Linked DNA regions of Oryctolagus cuniculus: region 1 is linked to region 2. The links are chromatin contacts, called in public Micro-C maps. All regions are on one chromosome and are shown on one strand. The core of a region is the stretch at or near the end of the contact, and the rest is flanking DNA. Distances in the headings are between cores, read along the strand shown. Region 1 holds the start of RC3H1 (ring finger and CCCH-type domains 1). Region 2 holds the start of PRDX6 (peroxiredoxin 6).

Evidence for each region. A called contact is a pair of places that touch in the nucleus more often than the background predicts.
Region 1: a contact with region 2 is called in a Micro-C map of ear pinna, with 6 times the contacts expected there. The contact joins the promoter of RC3H1 here to the promoter of PRDX6 in region 2. A contact is called at or near these places in 2 of 6 Hi-C or Micro-C datasets (ear pinna and an unstated tissue).

Annotation. Positions count from the first base shown.
Region 1 is chr7:2,411,238-2,415,787 of mOryCun1.1, forward strand. RC3H1 (ring finger and CCCH-type domains 1) reads right to left here and starts at 2,944. Exons shown (of 21, transcript XM_051856942.2): 1 at 2,808-2,944.
Region 2 is chr7:1,962,589-1,967,326 of mOryCun1.1, forward strand. PRDX6 (peroxiredoxin 6) reads left to right here and starts at 1,534. Exons shown (of 5, transcript XM_002714992.4): 1 at 1,534-1,734. The coding sequence starts at 1,640.

The DNA.
Region 1 (4,550 bases), core at 1,694-4,193, 450 kb after region 2:
GTCCCTCTGAAGCCAATCCTGAAGGATATCCAAACCCCTAAGCATAGACAGGCCAAAGCTAAACCAGGTCAGAACAGCCTGCCAAGGAACATCTTGATCTGAGGCGTTCACCGAATAGGGATCATTTGTCAAGTGTATCCTTCACTTTGTTGGATACCGACCATTTTCAAGATAATTGCAAGAGTTGACTGAGACCCCCTCAAATTCCATTTCAAACTCTTAAAAATACTGCAGAATTCTAAATGATCTATGGATTTAAGGGAAAAAATTATAAATGAAAACTTTAACATCACTGAATATTATTAAAATTGTTTTGCAATTTTCATAAACCATATCAAAAATACAATTTATTAATTGCTTATATAACAAGCTAAAGTCATGAAGCAATGATGTCGATACCACAAATCTGTTCTAAGTAAATGGTATTAGTTTCTATATTTTGTGGCATTCAGACTTGCTAAAAACAAATGTAAGTTTTGTTTTTTGATTCACACGAATATTTTCTTGGTCCTGTAGATGGGTATCTGGCAGGGCACAAATACAGCATCTAATTTGTGTCACAACCTGGGTTTGCATAAACTCATTTATCCATTAATTATGTGAATTTTTGTTAGCTATCTAGCTTCTCATAGCCTCAGATTCTTTATAGGTAAATTAAAAGCATTTAACATTGCAACATAACTGGGATTAAAAAGAGATGTTTTTATTCACTCAACAAGCAAGTTCTGAAAACTGTAATTTTTTATACATATAATTCCCTTTCCAATCTCTTAAAATGAAAAAGATATATATTTTAACTTTCAATATTACCAATAAAATGCAAATCTAACTCTTAAGCTATAGTCCCAAAACCCCGTAGAAGAAACTGTTTTAAATACTGATTGAGAAAATCTGAACTGAAATAATCAGAATAAATACTGATACTGGAGATATAAGTGAGGAATCATAACAGTTCTGACACAAAATGAAAACCAGGCTCTGTGAGGGTTTTTTTTTTATATTAAACAGAAACAGGGACCCAAACTCAGCCTAACAATTGTTGAGTCAGCATCAAATTTTAATATAAAAGATTACTATTTAATTATCTTTGTTTTCAAGAGAATGATAAATACTAGGTAAATTAATCCTTGATACAACATGACTTTTATAAAATCTTAACTAGGTACATTAGCTACTTAAAATTCACAAATTCATAAAGAACTGTAATTGTTTTAATAGACTTAGGACCCCAGGTAAATTTAAGATTTATTACAATATAGGCTTGTTTTGGATTCCATACAGACCTCCTAAAAGAACACATACATACAAAAATTCACACAATTGAGCACTTTAAAAAAAGTTGTCTTTCTAAATCCCTTAATTCCAAAAAAAAAAAATCACATCAACAGGAGTCATATGAAGTTATTCTTTCTCCACTGGTCAAAAAAATCAAAACATCTACATTATTTATGCAAGGCATAAAATTAATGTCATTATTGATGTTCATCTACTATGCTTCAAAACCTGTAGCAGTCCATGTTTACTCAATTGCTAGTCTATGACCATCAATTCCTGTGGGAAAACTGGGAACTACTGTTACTCAGAGAATCTAAAAATGCTTTGAATTACCACAGACATGGACCAAGCTAATCAGAAATTCACCCTCAAAGTGAGGGACACTTATTAACTGATATCTTCTCTGCACAGCTCAATCCTCCTCCTAAAATCTCAAACTAACTGCCTTAGTTGGACCATGCAACTGAACGTTAATCAAGGGGAAGCAATCTTTTGGACGCATCCAAGCAACTTCAGTGTAATTTTCCGCACCTGCGGAAGAGACTGACTGTGGCAGATCCCTCGAAACCTAAAGTTCAAGGCAAATATTGCAGTTAGCTATGTCAAGTTCCAGGCGCAACTGCCCTAAGTACTCAGTGCTAAGAGCTGTCTCCTGCTAAGTCGAAACACTCAAAACAGAACCGCAGTCGTCTCTAGCCTTTGAAGTCTTCTAAAATATGCTTAAGAAATCAAATTGGAGGCTCAGGCAAAGATCGATGTGGGGTAATTCTAGGACAAATACTGAAAGGCCAAGTCAGAACATGGGACAGGACAGCTTGGAGACTAAACCACCTCTTGTCCCCTCAAGAAGGGCTACGGTAGGTACATTTTTGGCTAGTTAATGCTGTTGGCTTTTGGGCTACACGGTAACAATTCAACACGGCGCGATTGACGGAAAAAAAAGTTCTACTGAACATTGCAGTCTGTGTCCGTGTTGCCAGCAGGCTGCTTTGTTTCCAGTCTCGGGCTATTCTGGGATGTCCGGAGCTGTATGATTCCTGCGCCCACTCGGCCCATCCGGGACGCGGTCCTAACCGGGTTCAGAGAGGACTGCGGGGTGCCGACGGGGACGAGCCTCGTCTCCACCCCTCATCGACGGCCACGCGGCGTGTCTGCTGCGGCCGCACTTGGCGGCTTTCACCTTTCCCTTCAAGAGACACCTGCACACACCGCCTCCCCCGCGCCGACCCGGCAGACAGCGAGCGGGCTCGACCCCAGGAGCTCCGCAGAGCCGCCGAGCCCCGGGCGGGGAGGGGCGCTCGGGGCCGGGAGGCCGCCTCGCCCTCCCCCACCCCAGCCAGGGGCCGTCCGGAAAGCGCCTCCTGCGCGCACCGGCGGCCCGCCCGGCCCGGCGGCGGCCTCTCCTCACGGCCCTCGCCCGGCCTCCCTCCCGGCCGCACGCGGAGGCCTGAGGCCCGCGGGCCGGCGAGCGCGGCGCCCGCCCCGCCGCAGCTGCCTATTGTTCCCCGCCCGCCCGCCCGCCGCTCGCTCACCGCGCTGGTCCGAGCCGCAGCTCCTCTCAGCTCCGAGTCCCAGCGGCCGCCGCCACCGCCGCGGCAGCCGCCGCCGCCGCCGCTGCTGCCACCACCGTCGACGCTGATTCCGTCCCAGGCCTCCGGGCCACGGCCGCCGCCGCCGCCGCCAGCGCCGCCTCCGGCCTCCCACCTGCTGCTGCTGAGGCTGCTCCTGCAGCAGGGGCCATCTTGTAGGTCTGCCTCCGCTTCCTCCTCCTCCTCCTCGTCTTCCGCCGCCCCGTCGCTCGTTGTCCTCGTCCCCTTCCTCTTCCTCAGACTCCGGCCCGCCCCGAGCCTGGGGCGGAGACGAGGGCGAGGCCCCTCCCCCGGGGCGGGGCGAGCGGGCGGGGCGGGGCGCTGTGAGTCACCGCCGCCAACGCCCGGGGCCGCGGGGCGGAGACGAGGGCGAGGCCCCTCCCCCGGGGCGGGGCGAGCGGGCGGGGCGGGGCGCTCTGAGTCACCGCCGCCAACGCCCGGGGCCGCGGGGCGGAGACGAGGGCGAGGCCCCTCCCCCGGGGCGGGGCGGGCGGGGCGGGGCGCTCTGAGTCACCGCCGCCAACGCCCGGGGCCGCGGCGCGGGGCGGAGACGAGGGCGAGGCCCCTCCCCCGGGGCGGGGCGAGCGGGCGGGGCGGGGCGCTCTGAGTCACCGCCGCCAACACCCCGGACCGCGGCGCGCGGCGGGCAGGTGGCCAGCGGCGAGCGGGAGCCGGAGGCCTGGGCGGTCTCCTTGGAGTCCGCACTCGCTCTCCCTGCAGGCTCCCGGCTCTCAGCGCCTGTCCTCTCCGTGTGACCTCTGCCCCCAGCCCCCGTTTGCGGCTCTGGTTGTACCCGGGGTCTGCACCTCCCCGGCTTGGCCCTCCCGGGTGACCAGGCGCACAGACGCGGCTGGGCGCCGAGTGCTCCCGAGCCTCCCCGGCCTCCGTGGACCGTCAGAACGGCCCCAGCTGCTGCGGGCGGGCGGCCGGGAGACCCCTTCAGGGCCGTTCCTGGGTCCCACGCCTGCCTTTGAGAAGGGACAGCGGCGAAATCCTTTCGGCACCGTGCAGCGGTGTGGAAGGCACCGAAACCGGCGAGCCGAGCTCTTATCTCCCGGTCCTGGCCGACAGCAGCGTTGGTTTTCCGGGCCCTTCCTCGCTGCGTTCGTCAATAGCAGGAAAAGTGCTAACGTTTGGAGACGCCCTGCCTTTAACTTGCTACACCGCGTCGCTGTGACTGTGTTCACATCATTTGTCAACATAAACCACACGCCTGAAGCTGAGTTCCTTTTGGTTGTCAATACCCTCCTGCTGCTGCTACTTTTAGCTTCTGGAAGTCTCTGCTGATTGGGATTTCCTGCCTTTGAAGTGAGCCAGCTCTGGAACCCGTTTAACCTACTACCAGGAGAATCCCAGTGCGCCCTTATTTGGGATTTCACTTTCAGAGTTCAGTTACCGGAAATACTAAATGGAAAATTCCAAAAGTAAAGTGTAAATAGATTTCACTGCAACATATTGTTATACTTGTTCATTCTTGTTACTCTCTCACTGTGCCTAATTTAGGAATTAAACTTCCTCGTAGGTACGAACGGATAGGAAAAAGCTTAGTGTGTTTATAAACATATACCCCGCTGAGAAGGAGGAGCTACTGTAGCAACCACCCCAGCCCTACAAAGAGCAAGTTTCTAGCCTTCTCAGGGGGTGCCGACCTAAGGCATGATGGCCTTTTTGCTCCTCCAACAACCA
Region 2 (4,738 bases), core at 284-2,783:
CGACCAACTGGGGAGTGAACCATTGGGCAGAAGACCTCTCTCTCTGCCTCTCTTCTCTCTCTGTGTAACTCTTTCAAATAAATAAATAAATCTTTTTTTAAAAACGTGGAGATTAGATTAGCTTTACAGAGTTTTCTAGAGTGGCTACCAATTTTACCAGTCATCTTACTGCAAGTCCTTGTTGTGAGGAGAACTAAGTATAAATTATACAGAAACACATCACTACACTGAAAACTCAGATCACAGCATTTGACTCCGTACTCTACCCACTGCCATCTTAACCCTGCCACGCCCCACCCAGAGGACTGTCCATCTCTGAACCCTAACCATTTGCATCACATCCCCTCTCCCTACCAACATTCAGCACAGTCTATCCTAACTGCATGTAAATCTGCGGCTGGCGCAGCCCACACATACCAGGAAAGCAACAGTGGCTGCATAGACCATGCTCACCACCCAAACACTAACAGCACTTCCAGAGCGCACACTGAGTAGCTGATCTGCACTCTCCCGGAAGCGTTCCCAGACCACCCACCCAATCCAAAGTCGCTCTGCAGCCACTAACTTACTTTCCTTCTCTAAATAGGCCTGCTGCGGTCTAACACCGTCCTGTCGGATCATGTATCCTTCGCCATCGTCCCCCCGCCTGGTACACAAGCACGCGTGGCACTGATACAGTAATAAGTGAATCTGAATCCCCCGTCCCCTGGGGAACAGAAGCGACCTGCACACGGTGCTCTACATTTCACATTGCGCTTTCAGGACACGCGTGCGGCGTGACTGTCTAAGGGTTCCTAAGGTGGGCGGGCAAAGGCTGAACAAAAACGGAAGTCTGGTTCCGTGGGACTTCGTACGGGAATTTCTGCTGCAATGAGAAAGCCACTTCCTCCAGCACTCGACCCCGGTGTGGCCACTTCCTCAGCCGCAGACGCGGCCGTGCGGGCTCGCGGGCGCGCAGGACTGAGGCGCCTCCGCCAGCCGTGCGGCGGCAGCGGACGGCAGCGCGCGCGGCGACTCCCCTACTTCGGCTGTCCGCCTCCTTTCACCCCCGAACCCGAACCGCCTCGCGGAGTCTAACCTGGCGCACCCCGCAGCCTCCAGGGGGCGGCGTTACCCCAGGCCCGCGTCACGGAGAGACCGGCGCCCGCGTCCGGCGGTTCTCACAGGGCGGGAGGCCGAGAGGCTGCCGGGCGCCCCGCCCCCCGCCCCGCCCCTCGCCCTCGGGCCCCGCCCAGGCCCCACACCCTCGGCCCTCGGACCCGCCCCTCGCCCTCGGGCCCCGCCCAGGCCCCACACCCTCGGCCCTCGGACCCGCCCCTCGCCCCGCCCCTCGCCCTCGGGCCCCGCCCAGGCCCTACACCCTCGGCCCTCGGACCCGCCCCTCGCCCTCGGGCCCCGCTCAGGCCCCACACCCTCGGCCCTCGGACCCGCCCCTCGCCCCGCCCCTCGCCCTCGGGCCCCGCTCAGGCCCCACACCCTCGGCACTCGGGCCCCGCCCGGGCCCCGCCCCGGGCCCCGCCCCTCTCCCACCAGGCCCCGCCCGCCCCGCCGGGCGCGCGCCGCGCCAGTCCGCCGAGCCGCCGGCTGGTTGCTGCCGCAGTCGCGCCTACGCTGTCCCTCCCGCTCCGCCGCTGCCGCCATGCCCGGAGGTCTGCTTCTCGGGGACGAGGCGCCCAACTTCGAGGCCAACACCACCATCGGCCGCATCCGTTTCCACGACTTTCTGGGAGACTCGTAAGTGGCCGCGTCGTCCGGTCCCGCCGGGGCCCGAGGCGCCTGCCTTATTCGGTGCCGGCCACCGGTTCCCGCACGTGCCTCTCGCCCTGCGGCCCCGCGTCGGCCGAGCGCAGGTGGGGGCCGGCCGCCCTCCGGTCACCTTGCCTGGGTCCCTGACCCCTCTCGGCCGCCAGTCGGGCTAACCAGGCTAAAGCGGGGGCAGGGGTGGGGGTGGGAACGCAACTGGGTTCCGCAGGCCCTGGGAACGCCAGGTTTCGTGTGGTTGAATTCCGTTTAGTAACCCGTGCGGGGGGCGGAGGCCGGGCGACCTCGGCGGTCACTGCCTGGGACTGGTGCCCGGGGCCGCACCACCCTCCTCCCCTCCCTCCGGCCTGGAATTTGCTCCCTGGGGAAAGAGGGTGGCCAGGGCCAAAGTCAGAGGACGGAGCTGCGGGCTGCAGGTTCGGGAGGGGCCCGCCCTCGCCTGAGAGTTCTCCTTGTTGCAGTGGTATTTGCAGGCTCCTGGGCCCCAGAGGAGAACCGTAGAGCCGCGAGCTGCCCAGAACACCTCCGCTGGCCAAGATAAAATTTGGCAACAGCTCTAGGGAGGAGCCAGAAACAGCCAGGCTGTGTGTAGCTGTGTCCTTGGTTCCAGAACTTGCAACACCTTCTGAGCGGAGAGCTGAGGTCTTCAGCTGCAGTGGCCTGTTCGCGCCCGGGGAGGGCCTTGCAGGCCGTGGGACGCGTGCACCTCCCCCCATGGAGACCCTTTTGTCTCCCTCTCTCGCTTCTGCCCTCTCTGACTGCCCTGCTAAGGTCTTCAGCTGCAGTGGCCTGTTCGCGCCCAGGGAGGGCCTTGCAGGCCACGGGACGCGTGCACCTCCCCCCGTAGAGACCCTTTTGTCTCCCTCTCTCGCTTCTGCCCTCTCTGACTGCCCTGCCTCCTCTCTGGCATCCAGCACGTGTGATAGCCAGCGTGGTGACCCAGTGTCTGGCCTGGTGGTCGCAGCATCATGATCGGGAGTTAATGGGTGTTGCTCTTGTTTTACAGCCAACTTTAAGTTGCCTGGTGTTCATCAGGAGCATTCCAGACACTTTGGGTAGGAGGTGTCTTCCCGTGGTGTTATGAGGCGTGCAGTCCTCCCAGCCTGTACCCTTTTTAGATACAGTAGCCAGAGACTCACCGGGGAGAGGCAGAGGAAGAAGTTAATGGTTGGACACGGCTGTGCTGAGAACCTGGGAGAGATTTTGTGTGTGTGTGTGTGTGTGGCTACACAGTAATTTTTTTAAAGGTTTATTTATTTTACTTGAAAGAATTGCAGAGGGAGGGATAGACAGAGAGAGGGATCTTCCATCTGCTGGTACAATCCTCAAATAGCCACAGCAGCCAGGGCTGGGCCAGGCTGAAGCCAGAAGCCTCTTACTCCATCTGGGTCTCCCACGTGGGTGCAGAGGCCCAAGAACTTGGGCCATCTTCCACTGCTTTCGCTGGCACATTAGCAGGGAAGTGGAGCAGCAGGGACTCCAACCTGCATCCCCCACTCACTGCAGATGGCAGCTTACTTAACTCACTGTGCCGCAGGAGAGATTGTTATACAACGGGCCCACACTATCCCTAAGCCCCTTCAGCCCAGCCACTGAGCAGCAGAAAAGTAAGCTTTGTCAGAGGAGTGGGATAGAAAGCCACTGAGAAATGAAATATTCAGATCTTGAAGGCAGGAAAAGACTTAACAAATAGAGCTTATGGCCAATGTCGTATTCAGAATCCAGGTATTAGTATTTCTCCCCAACCCTATGGAATCTTCAGAATGTGTTTTCTCCCCTACAACTCTCTCCTCCATGAAGTGAGGTTTGTCTAGATTAAAGGTAAATATGAAAGCTATTTACTGTAGCAACACTGTCAGTATTTAAGCTAACCATCCTTTTCCATTATTGTTTGTTGGCTTCTGGCTCTGTTTAGCTTTAATTGAAAGTGGTACCTTCTCAGGGAGCCACCAGTAAGAAGATGAGAAAAATATCCATGGGGCCAGCATTGTGGCATAGTGGGTAAAGCCATCGCCTACAGCGCTGGCATCCCATATGGGCACTGGTTCAAGTCCTGGCTGCTCCACTTCCTATCAAGCTCTTTGCTATGGCCTGGGAAAGCAGTGGGAGACCCCAAAGAAGCTCCTGGCTTCAAATCAGCTCAGCTCTGGCTGTTGTGGCCATTTGGGGAGTGAACCAGCAAATGGAAGACCTCCTCTCTCTCTGCCTCTGCCTATCTGTAACTCTGCCTTTCAATAAATAAATAAATCTTAAAGAAAAGAAAGAAAATAGGACATGTTTTTAGAAAATCCACATCTGTAATCAGATATGCAAGTCTGCCTATGATTAGACATGTTTCCTGTGCCACCTGGAAGAGATGTGAGCCATTTATAGCATTATAATATACAAATTTTTTACCTCTAATTTTTCTAAACTCTCTGATCTCAAGTCAGACTGTCATTTCTTTTTTTCTTTTTTTTTTTTCTTTTTTTTTTTTTTTTTTTGAGATTTACTTAGTTATTTGAAAGAACTAGAGAGGAAGAGACAGATCTTTCATCTGCTAGTTCACTCCCCTAATGGCCTAGGGACCTACTCCATACATAGCAATTGGAGAGAACCTAAGGATTTCAGGTGCTGCATCTAATGAGTTTATTGAGCCTTAACACTGCTTCTGTAGAAGGAACTACATCTTCACCAAACAGAACATACTTGGGGGGGGGGGGGGGATTTCTGGGGCTTAGTAAGCAGGAAATGTTTTCTTTAAGGAGTAATCCTTTTGTCTTGAAAATGTGAAAGGAAGGAAATGGGTAAATGTGATCGAATTACTCTCAATAGCAGCAGTCAGAAAACTTAGGAGGAAAGAAGCAGGCCAAGGGAAGGCATTGCTGGAGTTTAGCCTGTTTCTAGGCATGTGGCAGGCCGGAGTCTCGCCTTCTGAGGAAGGAGGGGATGCAAAGTGACTTCAAACCAGTGCCTGAGCGTGATTAAGCAACAGGGA